Linked DNA regions of Mus musculus: region 1 is linked to region 2. Evidence: chromatin contacts called from public HiChIP or PLAC-seq data. All regions are on one chromosome and are shown on one strand. The core of a region is the stretch at or near the end of the contact, and the rest is flanking DNA. Distances in the headings are between cores, read along the strand shown.

Evidence for each region. HiChIP or PLAC-seq counts read pairs in DNA pulled down with a chosen protein or histone mark.
Region 1: a contact with region 2 is called in an H3K27ac HiChIP or PLAC-seq map of large pre-B cells, with 5 times the contacts expected there. The contact joins the promoter of Glrx3 here to the enhancer-like site in region 2. A contact is called at or near these places in 3 of 39 promoter capture datasets (the 3T3-L1 cell line, cranial neural crest and hippocampal neurons) and 1 of 115 datasets of contacts at active chromatin or transcription factors (large pre-B cells).

Annotation. Positions count from the first base shown.
Region 1 is chr7:137,433,551-137,439,735 of GRCm38.p6, forward strand. It overlaps Glrx3 (glutaredoxin 3), which reads left to right and starts at 4,023. Exons shown (of 11, transcript NM_023140.5): 1 at 4,023-4,221. The coding sequence starts at 4,124.
Region 2 is chr7:136,155,645-136,161,958 of GRCm38.p6, forward strand. It overlaps Gm36675 (a long non-coding RNA gene), which reads left to right. Exons shown (of 3, transcript XR_378573.2): 3 at 3,661-4,673. Among named protein-coding and RNA genes, the nearest start is that of Gm36675, 5.6 kb to the left of the region's middle. Within about 2 kb of position 3,862, at least 8 of the 459 cell types and tissues checked have an H3K27ac peak or open chromatin away from gene starts, as enhancers often do.

The sequences.
Region 1 (6,185 bases), core at 2,773-5,272, 1.3 Mb after region 2:
GCATGTGCCACCACGCCCAGCTTCAATGTGCTTTCTTATAGAACCCAGGACCACCAGCATAGGGATGGTACCACCCACAATGGGCTGAACTCTCCCCCATTAATCACTAAGAAAATGCTCTACAGGCTCGCTCAGAGCCTGATTTTATGGGAACTTTTTTTTTTTTAATTTTTCGAGACAGGGTTTCTCTGTATAGCCCCGGCTGTCCTGGAACTCACTCTGTAGACCAGGCTGGCCTTGAACTCAGAAATTTGCCTGCCTCTGCCTCTCAAGTGCTAGGATTAAAGGTGTGTGCCACCACCACTGCCTGGCCACATTAGCTTTCTTTCTTTCTTTCTTTTTTTTTTTTAAGATTTATTTGTTATTTATTTATTTATTTATTTATTTATTATATGTAAGTACATTGTAGCTGTCTTCAGACACTCCAGAAGAGGGAGTCAGATCTCATTACGGATGGTTGTGAGCCACCATGGGGTTGCTGGGATTTGAACTCCAGACCTTCGGAAGAGCAGTCGGGTGCTCTTACCCATTGAGCCATCTCAGATACCACACATTAGCTTTCTAAAATGCATCTTGGCCCATCCTGAGCTCGCTAGTCTTAGATGCTGAAGTCAGAGCATTTTCTAGGCATGAAGTCACCTGTGGCCTCTTGGGTTATCAATATTAGCAGTGGTAACTGCAGAAAGGGTGATTGGAAAGTTCCTCAGGATATTTCCTGTGGTTTTCCCAAAGTGAGAGCCCCTCTGCAGCTTGTGTCTGCCACTTGCAGCAAATTCCATTTAGAGGGAAAGCCAGAATTTGTAAAACTGACAGATGGGGAGTGGGGTGACGCAGCCTTAAAAAAAGAACTCTAGGGCTGGAGAGATGGCTCAGTGGGTAAGAGCACTGACTGCTCTTCCAAAGGTCCTGAGTTCAAATCCCAGCAACCACATGGTGGCTCACAACCATCTGTAATGAGACCGGATGCCCTCTTCTGGTGTGTCTGAAGACAGCTACAGTGTACTTACACATAACAATAAATAAATCTTAAAAAAAAAAAGAACTCTACAACACATCTCCTCTCTGAATTACAATTTTACTAACTTCATGTGACAGAGGCAGTCTGAATTCTTTGAAGGCAGGAAGAAGCAGATACAGAGCAGTGGTTCTCAACCTTCCTTATGCTGCGACCCTTTAATACAGTTCTTCATGCTGTAGTGACTCCCTAACCATAAAAGTATTCCACTGCCACATCATAACTGTGAATTTGCTACAGTTGTGAGTTATAACATAAGTATCTGATATGGAGGATATCTGATATGTGAGCCCAAACAAGTCAAACCCCACAGGTGGGGAACTAATGGGTTAAAGAATGAAGGGCCTCCCATTAGCACCCCAGCTCTCATTCTTGCCTAGCAAGCTCTCACACTTTGGGGAGCTTTGGGCAGACCTTTCTCTATGTCACATTCAGCTATATAGTTTATATACTTAAATATAGCAATCAGAGTGGGTGTCTTAGTTAGGGTTTTACTGCTGTGAACAGACACCATGACCAAGGCAAGTCTTATAAAAACAACATTTAATTGGGCCTGGCTTACAGGTTCAGAGGTTCAGTCCATTATCGTTAAGGTGGGAGCATGACAGTATCCAGGCAGGCATGACACAAGCAGAGCTGAGAGTTCTATGTCTTCATCCAAAGGCTGCTAGTGGAAGACTGACTTCCAGTCAACTAGTGTGAGGGTCTTAAACCCACACCCACAGTGACACACCTACTCCAACTAGGTCACACCTATTCCAACAAGGCCACACCTCCAAATGGTGCCACCCCCTGGTGCAAGAATATACAAACCATCCCAGTGGGTATCCAGTCTTTATTTTATTTCTTATTCTTTTATGAAGGCAAGGTTTCATACTAAAGCCAGGCCCTCTTTTCTCTTGCATTTTACCTCCAAAGAGTTCTCTACAGTCTTTGTTTTCAGTCAACTCTTTATTCAAAGATGTAGATTCATATATACTTAATATGAAAAAGAAAAATGCTGGGTCTGGAAGCACATGCCTGTAAGCCCAGGACTTGGATGGTGGAGGCAGGGGGATCAGGAGAGCACGACAAACTTCAGCTACACAGCAAATTGGAGGTCAGCTTGTGCCACTTAAGAATGTATTTCAATAAAAACAATAATACATTTATTACCAACTAGGTACACATAGTAGGTAAGTTTATTATCAACTAGGTGGTACATACATATAAGTCCAACATTTTGGAGGTAGAAGCAAGCAGGTCGTGAGTTCAAGGCCAGTCTTGGCTTCATAATCAACTCTAGGCCGTCACGGCCTACATGAAAACTTGTTTCAAAATATAAAGGATGTGTGTGTCGAGACAGAGATAATGTGTGTACTGTCTCCCAATGATAAAACCTTGTGTCTTAGTTAGGGTTTTACTGCTGTGAACAGACACCATGACCAAGTCAATTCTTTTTTTTTTTAAAGATTTATTTATTTATTTATTATATGTAAGTACACTGTAGCTGTCTTCAGACACACCAGAAGAGGGCATCAGATCTCATTAAGGATGGTTGTGAGCCACCATGTGGTTGCTAGGATTTGAACTCAGGACCTTTGGAAGAGCGGTCAGTGCTCTTAACCGCCGAGCCATCTCTCCAGCCCCGACCAAGTCAATTCTTATAAAGGACAACATTTAATTGGGGCTGGCTTACAGGTTCAGAGGTTCAGTCCATTATCACCAAGGTGGGAGCATAGCAGCATCCAGGCAGATGTGGGGCTGGAGGAGCTGAGAGTTCCACCACTTGTTCCAAAGGCAGCCAGGAGGAGACTGGCTTCCAGGGAGCTAGGATGAGGGCCTTAAAGCACACACCCACAGTGACACACCTACTCCAATAGGGCCACACCTTCTAATAGTGCCACTCCCTGGGCTGAGCATATACAACCCATCGCACCTTGCAAACCTGTAATACAATACTATAATCAGGATGTTAATGTCCGCGTGTGACCCTGATGTCTTTCTGAGGTTTCTATGGCTTTATTGGTATTGGCGTATGTTTATTTTCTTACAGTCCTAAGTTTGGGGTTCTGCCCCCCCCCCCCCCAGCCAAGAAGCAGAACAATTTGTCCTGTTGCATTTGGAGCACTGTGATCCACATTTTTAGTAGGGGTGTTTCTCAAGATGTGTGTGACACAGCTTCCAGGGCTTTTGTAATCATAGGAGCAGGGCTGCCAATAGGATACAGGAGTGGCCACCGCAAGCAACTCTCCTGTGTTCTTTAAAATGGCTCAGTGAGCAGAGGTAAAAGGACATATTTAATTCCCAATCGATCGAAAATATTTCAATCTGTAATCTGTTACTGTTACTCAGGCTGGCCTGGAACTCACTGTAGAGCCCAGGCTGGACTCAAACTTAAGGAACTTCCTGCCTTAGCATGGGAAAGAGTGTGGAGAAGATACCACTGGCGAGTCACTGCCCGTACAGGGAAGCTTCTAGTAAGAGGGTCATGGAGGCTGGGCCTGGGTGGGAAGGTGCAGGAACTCTAAAAAGGAGCCTAACGGTTCTTAGAGGCAATGGGGCGAGCCATTTAGGTCTTGTGTCAAGGCTGCAACGGCTAACAGGTGTCACAGAGTTGTACTGAAGGTTGATTATGGGGTTCTGAGGGCACCTCTAGAAGAGTTCGAGTTTCCTCCAGGACTGAGGTACAAGGACTATCAGGGTTGTGCTCAGACACTATTGTTTTTTTAGTCTTAAGACTTCCTAGTTCATCTTTATGCAGCTTCATGTGAGATTTCAGCTTGCCAATGTTCTATTCTGACTTCACTCTAATTTACAATACACACATACTTACATCCCTTCCTATTACAGGTTTCTGAGCTCCAGAGCTACAACAGCCAGGGGCCAAGGCATCTAGCTAGTTAGCACACCAATACAAAGCAAGGAGGCTCCGCTAGCCCAACCCAGAGCCTCCCAGTTCTCCCAGTCCGAGGGCGTGACCTTCAGTGCCGGAGGGCGTGGCATAGTGTGTCAGGGGTGGGCCCCCGATCTCAGCGGGCGTGGCTTCCCCGTGCGCAGCCTCCTCGCGTGTCCGTCCGGCCCTATCGAGCCTCCGGCGCTCGACTGCTGGTGTCTGGCGGAGACAGCATGGCGGCGGGGGCGGCCGAGGCAGGCGAGGCAGCCGTGGCAGTGGTGGAAGTCGGCTCTGCCCAGCAGTTTGAAGAGCTACTGCGCCTCAAAACCAAGTACGCGGGGGCGGCGAGAGGGCCCGGGGACCAGAGGGCGGCGGGCCGGGGGGTCACGGGACTTGGGGGCGGCTTCCCAACGCGGCACGTCCGGAGCTGAGCTCGTGGTCCAACGGCGGCCCTACTTGGGCCGCGGCGGTAGCCCCTCCTAGGGAAGCGGCCCGCGGCGGCCCGCGTGCACAATGGACCTGCCCTCCGGAGACCCGCATGTGGCGCCTCCTGAAGGAAGCCTTGGCTGGCGACCAGCCTGCAGGCCCAGCTAGGGTCCCGGGCTTTCCTGAACCACCAGCCGGCTAAGGGAGGGTCTGCGGCGGCCGGGTGCGCGCGCCTCGCCTTTGGCCAAGCCTTCCTGAGGCCAGCCCTGGGGATGCGTGGGAAACCAGGACCTCGGCGCTCTAGGATGCTGCCCTGCCTTGATCTGCATGCAGAGTGGTGAGGGAGGGGTTTCAGGGCCCACTGCCGGGGATCCCCAACCTCTCCTTAGCCCCTTATGTGCTTGTAATCCTGGGGCAAGTTTCCTAACCTCCCCTTCGGCTTCCTCCCGGGTGAATGGACCGGTTCTGTTAAAGCTCTGTTTTGTGGTTGGCGTACCGGAAGCTCTCTCCACTAATGTGGGGGCCTTGGTATCCTCACTGAGCAGAGTGGGCAGGTGGCAGATTGACTGGCTGACATCTGCTACTCCATACAGTATGGAGGAGAATTACAATAGCTCATTCAGAGGCTGGCAGTGTAGCTAGTGCTTAATACACAAGAAACCCTGAGTTCAACTTCTAGCACCGAAAACAACAACTCATCTTCATCAACAACAAAACCAGTCCTTTCCAACCCTTTCGCATTTCAGGTTTACTTGATTTTAAATTTTTTTCCCCCCAAAGAAAAGAAAAAGGGAGAATGAGAGTAACATTAAGTAGAAGCTGACTTCTGATGGATCCAGCCAGGTCGTTTACCAGGCGTTTCGGAGGACGTCAGAGATGGCCTCCTGAAGTGATGAGGGCTTGTGTGGACATGTCCTGAAAAGCTTGAACTTAAATCGTCTGAGAAGATTCTTTTATGTGTGTGTGTTTCACATGCTTAGTTTGTCTTTATGTTTCATGTGTTAAACAGGCCTTAGTGGGTAAAAGTTAGCATGCCATTTATTCTGCAAGTTCAAGGTCAGTTTGATCTTCATAGTGAGTTTCAGGCTAGCCAGAGGTATATAAGGAGACCCTATTGTAAAAAATCAGGAAACAAACATTTCTTTCCTCTCAAGGGGGGTGGGGGGCAAGACAAGAACAGCAACAAACCGCAAACCCATCTGCATGTATTCTTGTCACTGGTGTCTGCCTGAGATGACTCGGGAGACAGTGTTCCCGTCTGCAGTGACTGTTCAGAATGGGTCATGGGAAATGCTGTGTGACACCTGGGGAGTGACACCTGGGGAAGGATAGGAAGCCATCAAGAATACTAAATACGGGCTGGCGAGATGGCTCAGTGGGTAAGAGCACCCGACTGCTCTTCCAAAGGTCCGAAGTTCAAATCCCAGCAACCACATGGTGGCTCACAACCACCCATAATGAGACCTGATGCCCTCTTCTGGAGTGTCTGAAGACAGCTACAGTGTACAGTGTATTTATAATAAATAAATAAATCTTTAAAAAAAAAAAAAGAATACTAAATAGCACTTGTGGGTGCAGCCATTTCCATGTCAAGGCTTTTCAGGGTTGGTGTGGGTTGAAGTCTACTTTTTTGTTTTATTATTATTTTTTCATCATTTTATGTGTATTGCTGTATCGCCTGCAAGCAGCTGTCCACCACAAGCATGCAGTGCCCTCAGAGGCTAGAAGAGGGCGTTGGCTCCCCTGGGATTGCAGTTACAGATTGTTGTGGCCCCTGTGTAGGTGCTAGGAATGGAACTCCCTAGTCTTCTGTAAGAGCACTTAGTGTGCTCTTAATCATTGAGCCATCTGTCCAGCCCCAAAATTTTC
Region 2 (6,314 bases), core at 2,612-5,111:
GAATCCGTGCAAGCAGAGGCGCAGAGAAGCCATCAATCAACCTGACCAAATTGACACACAACACACTTCACTCCCCCAAGTGCTAGTACTCACTCCAAGGACACAAGAACATTCACCAAGAAACATCCGTGTCATAAATAAATTGGAAAGAGTTGATAAAAGGCAAAATTTATTCTCCAGCCCTCAAAGAATATATTATAAACAAATTCAGGGAAAATATTTGAAAGATGCTCAAATGCTTGGAATCTAGACAACAGGTTTCTCAAATTCAGTGGTTCAATGAGGAAGTCTCAAGGATAATTTGAAAATCTTTTGAGTTGAATAAACCTTAAAATACGACTTAAGAGACTATGGGATGCAGGTGAACAGTAGTTACAAGGAGTTAAGTAGTATTGATGATATCGGAGCAGAAGAATTCTCTCAAGTCTATAGTAACTTTTGTTTTGCACGTGTGTAATGTATTGTGTGAATGCACACGTGTATCTATGCTCATGCTCAAATATCTGTGCACGTGTGGAAGCCACAGTTGGCATATGTTACCTTCTATGATCACACTCCATTTTAGTTACTGACACAAGGTCTCTTGCTGCAGTCTAAACTCAGCAATTCCAGCCAGTTTAGCTAGGCATCTGGGCCTGGGGCTCCCCTGTTTCTGCCTTCTGAGTATGGCCACCACAATGGCCCTGTTCTTATGTGGGTACTAGGGATTTGAACTCAAGATCTCATGACAGTATAGCCAGTTCTTTACCCATGGAGCCATCTCCCCAGCCCAGCAACCATAATTTTAATAATTATTATTAATCAAAATTTTCTGCCTTAAAGAGGAACAAACCAAGGCCCTAGAAAGTCAAAGGAAGTGAAGGCTAACAATAAAAGTGGGCTGAATGTTTTCTGAAAAGGCTCCATTTCTAGATTACAGTGCTATCCTTAGAGAGACTCATGGCGTTGCTGAGCAGATGGCAGGCTTTGGACACACAAAGGAACTCACACAATATGTACTCACTGATAAGTGAATATTAGCCCAAAACTTAGGATACCCAAGATATAAGATACAATTTGCTAAACACATGATACTCAAGAAGAATGAAGACTGAAGTGTGGACACTTTGCCCCTTCTTAGAATTGGGAACAAAACACCCATGGAAGGAGTTACAGAGACAAAGTTTGGAGCTGTGACGAAAGGATGGACCATTTGGAGACTGCCATATCCAGGGATCCACCCCATAATCAGCTTCCAAACGCTGACACAATTGCATACACTAGCAAGAATTTGCTGAAAGGACCCAGATATAGTTGTCTCTTGTGAGACTATGCCAGGGCCTAGCAAACACAGAAGTGGATGCTCACAGTCAGCTAGTGGATGGATCCCAGGGCTCCCAATGGAGGAGTTAGAGAAAGTACCCAAGGAGCTAAAAGGATCTGCAACCTTATAGGTGGAACATTATGAACTAACCAGTACCCCAGAGCTCTTGACTCTAGCTGCATATGTATCAAAAGATGGCCTTGTCAGCCATCACTGGAAAGAGAGGCCCATTGGACACTCAAACTTTATATACCCCAGTACAGGGGAACGCCAGCGCCAAAAAAAAAAAAAAAATGGGAATGGGTGGGTAGGGAAGTGGGGGGGAGGGTATGGGGAACTTTTGGAATAGCATTGGAAATGTAATTGAGGAAAATATGTAATAAAAAAAGAAAAAAAAAAGAATATTTCATGTAAAAAACTAGCACTCCTGGAGAACTCATATTTGGAGTACTTTTATCTTACCATTTTAACAATGCACAAGCAAAGAAAATTTAAAAAGAAAATGTGAAGATATTTAGAACTAAATACATAATGACCATAATACTCATATAAAATCTTATGAGGTATATCAAAAGCAGTAAATCCAGAGAAATTTAAAGCCCTTGAGGCGAATATTAGGAGTAATGAAGGACTCAACATCAGGGATCAAAGCCCGTATTCAATGGTCATAGGAAAAGAGCAGCAGGGATTAATGGAGAGCAATAAAGCCGCAAAAGACAAGCTTAACATTAGGAATGAATAGTACACAGTTTAGACACTGAGGAGATTTAAAAAAACGATTAAAATAATCATATTGAAAACCTCATGTAAAAGATTGGGAACATTAGATAAACTGGCTAAAAACCCGAGAAACTAAAATTTATCAAGATATAAGCAACAACAACAACAAAAACCCCACAACCCCACAAAACAACCACAGCAAACAAAGGCAAACCTAAACAGGGGAATTCAGAATCCCCGGGTGGCAAATGTCAAACCCAGATCCACCGTGAGTATGAGTTTCTAAAGGCAAGGGAGAAAGAATTTCAACCTAAGCTTCAAAAGATACCTGGGCAGAATCCACATCTACCTCAAAGAGTAGACACAGAAACTGAGTATCCTCAGTGCCTCTTCGGGGACTGATGACCCTACAGGTAGAAGGATGCACTATGGAAAAAAAGACAGTGCCCATGTCTCTCTTATAAATACAGAAGCAAAAATCTGAAGGACATCAGTGAAGAGGATCCAGCAACATAGTAAAACTATATTTCATCTTAAGGAACTCCTGTTTACGCTAGGAAAGCCGTTCTGGTCTGTGAGGTGGAGACTAACTATATTCACCTCAAACTTACAGATGATTAATGAAGTTTAATCTCATAATACAATAAGGAAAATCAACTTTAATATTAATAAATTTTATAAGAAAACTAGGGAAGGAACAGATTTTACTTATTAGAGGTATAAAATGTTATAGTACACATTGGATAATGAATAATCAAAAAATGTCTTAAGTATCAGACAAAGGGAGAAAGAGCTACTGTTTAATAAGTTGTCAATATTTTTCTGTAAGCACCAGCTATTGCACTGACAAGGGAAAAAGAAAGGGGACCTCACTGTTAAGAAGGGAGCAATATTGCAGTTATTTTCCCATACAGTTGCCTACATGGAAAATCAAAACCAAAAATACAACTTTAACCAAAATAGTCATATAGAAAATATAGGTTCTTCAATATATATTTTAGTAACAAAATTTAACAAAGTACCCTTTATGTAAATACTTATAAACCTTAAACCAGGACATGAAAAGCTGTAAGAAAACAGAACACCAGAGCAGGCATTTGGATAGAGAGACTCAGTCAGGTAAATAGGTAAAGAATATTCATAGCTGATTTCAATGGAGTTTTCCTAATGGTTTTGCCATTTCTCAGTTATTTTTTAGTTCCTAATAAGTTGTGCCATCACCTTATTATTTGATAATATCATGTAATATCTGTATATTAGAGTAGTTGTTGTTTGGGTAAAGGCTTACATATTACCTTATTTTATGACTAAATGCTTTTTGCCTCGAAATCCTTACTATCACTTAATTTCTATTAGGGTTTTTACTGTGATCTCTGGGTTGCATAATCTGATATTTCTGAATAACATAGTGGGGTTTGTAACTTGACATAACACATTTCCAGGAGAAAGTGTCATAATTACACATGCATCATGATATGGAGAACCAGAAACTGACACCTTGATATATATTGCTTGACTTATGACAGGGTGGGCACGGTAGATCAGCCAGAAACGAGGGATCATTTAATACATAACTGTGAGCCAATTGTTGTCTTTATGCAAAACAATGAAACTTGATTCCTGCCTCACCATTTCAGGACCAGCTCAGCAAATCAACTCCAGGTGCCTCACAGACAGAGTGACCCGCTGGGTCTCCAGAAAGCTGTTTCACTGTGCCCTTTCACAGTCGTGACCAAAGGGAAGAAAAGAACTTTTTAAAGCACCAAATATACCCACCACAAAGGAGGAGATGGATAGGATTTTCCCATTTGCATTAGAAACTTCTGTTCATGAAAGTACATGAAGAGACTGTTGAAAAGCCAGGCCCAGGAAGAGTCACAATGGACAGTACTAACTGGAGAGAGTCAGATGTGGAGTGCGGAGGATTCCTGCATATCAGCAAGAAAAATGTGCAAAAATGACGAAGACATATTTTCCTGAAACGGAAACATGAACATATGCAAAGCAGTTCTTGACCATGTCAGAATTCAGAAAAATTCAGGTGCAAAATTCCAGTAAGCTTCTCCTTTCTGTTACTGGTTGGACAAATGCTGGAAGCTGGATGGTGCCCTGCGTTCACGAGGCTACAGCTGAGAGCGCCTCCTCTTTATGCAGGGTCTTGTGTAATTAGAAAAAAGCACTTTGCGAGATGACTTGGTACTAGTTTATAAACATGAACACTTGATTAAATAGTCTCACTCTTACTAATTAACAGACTCCTTTGCATATATGTTCTAGAAGATAAATGCATGAGTGTTCACAGAAATGTTAACAGGGATAGCAAAACCAGAAAGCAGCCTGAATTCATCAGCCTGAAAATGAATCAGAATCCCTCTTAATAATAGGATTTAAGTAGACCATTGTAAGCAATGGGCGTGCAGTTGTATAGAATTATCAGATGCAATGCAAAACGTCTTCAGTGTAGATATAGACTATCTATACAATGATTATCAGACTTAAGGTCAAGTAGAATAATAGCATATACAGAAATACACATACATACACATACTCTCTCTCTCACACACACACACACATACACACAAACACACACACAATGATTAAAACAAAACCTAAGAGCATTAAATGAAAAATTTCAGAAAGGAGATTAATTTCTGGAGTGAGGACTTGGGTTAGAGAAAGAATATTATAGCACAAAGACTTTGGTTGGATGTGGGTATGGGCTTATCTTCTGCTTCGTATTCACAAATATTTTTGTAAGCACTGCATATGGAATTACATAAAGAACGTTTGTCATGTTGTTCTAGTTGACTGTTAAAAGAGTACCACACAGGGGCTGGAGAAATGGTTCAGCTGTTAAGAGGGCACACTCCAAGTTCAGTTCCCAACACCCATGTCAAGTGGCTTACAACTGCCTGTGATACAAGCTTTGTGTAATAGGTTTAAGACTCATTCAAAGAACGCATGTCCCTAGTATTATTTACTTTGTATAAAGATATTTACAGTATTTTAACAGGACAATTAAGATCCATCAAGGTTTCAGCCCTGTAAGGCCAACGAAAGAGGAGTGTGTTGAAGTGCTCACTAAGGGTTTCTGACCCTCAGATGTTCTCATGAAGCTTGGGTCCTGGAAACTTTGCAAAATTGCTGAAGGTCAAGCCCTACATAACCTGAGTGTTCATTAGCTGTTGGTTCAGAATATGACCACGGTGACTAAGGTGAGTGGTTATGGTAGCTGCTGCTTCAACATTCAGAGTTTGGGAGCTAGCAGGCAATTGATTGTCAGGGGAAGATGGGTAGGAGCCTGGAGGGCTATTCCCTACATGGAAATCAAAACTTACCAAGAAAGCCAGCCCTGGGTAGTCAGAGACTAATCTGCCTTTGTGCTTCATAGAACTCTAGTTCTCCTTGCTCCCCTGCTCCCCTCTACCATCTCAGGGCACTCCGGGCTTCCATCAACCACAATGCTTGTCTTTTTTCCTCAGTGAATAATTTTGGTGAATCACCCAACTGTTTTAGTTTATTCTTATGTGAATAGGCCTTCCTGAATGGGTAGACCAGTTGTCTACACAACAAGGGTCAGCACCAGACTCCCTAGGAAGTTGACCTCTTCTCTAAAGCTGTGTCTGAGTTGAGGATCTGGAGGTGAGGTTGTCCTGGGCTGTGAGATTGTGTCCTAAGTGTCATCTTAGAAAGTAAGAAGACACATACAAGAGGAGGTGGGGAGAACGCAAGGCAGAGACAAAGCTGGGCATAGGGTCAGGTTGGGGAACTTTGCAGCTCCAAGCCAACAGTTGCCCATCTTGAAGAGGCCTTGGAGGAATTGTGGCTTGACACCTTGCCATTTTAGGCATTCAGTCTTCAGGGTGAGAAGGTGACTGACTTCGAGGCCCTTCAGATTGTGGGGATTTCTCACAGCAACTGGAACAAATAACATACTTTGGAAATGTATTATTTTAATTTTTGAGTTTTATTACAGCTAATAAAAATGGAAACCATGAAGTCTCTGAGTCTGAGCCAGGGTGGGTTGAGGCAATGCTAAGCACTTCCCTTGTGGGAGCCTGTTGGAAGTCTTGCCAACTGTTTTTTTTTTTTTTGAAGCTGACAAACACCCCGGACTTGGCTTCCTGCTCTCTCCAACTTCTCTCATTTTCTCAGCTCTGTTCTGCTCCAGGCCCCCTTCCACTGGTTTTACTGACTGGTGATGCTGCCTGCTCCTGGGATTAGGAGGCTCAGGGTGGTCTCCAGCAGATGTTCTAGTGCCTTACTCAGTAGGCAGTCCAGATCTGCTGTG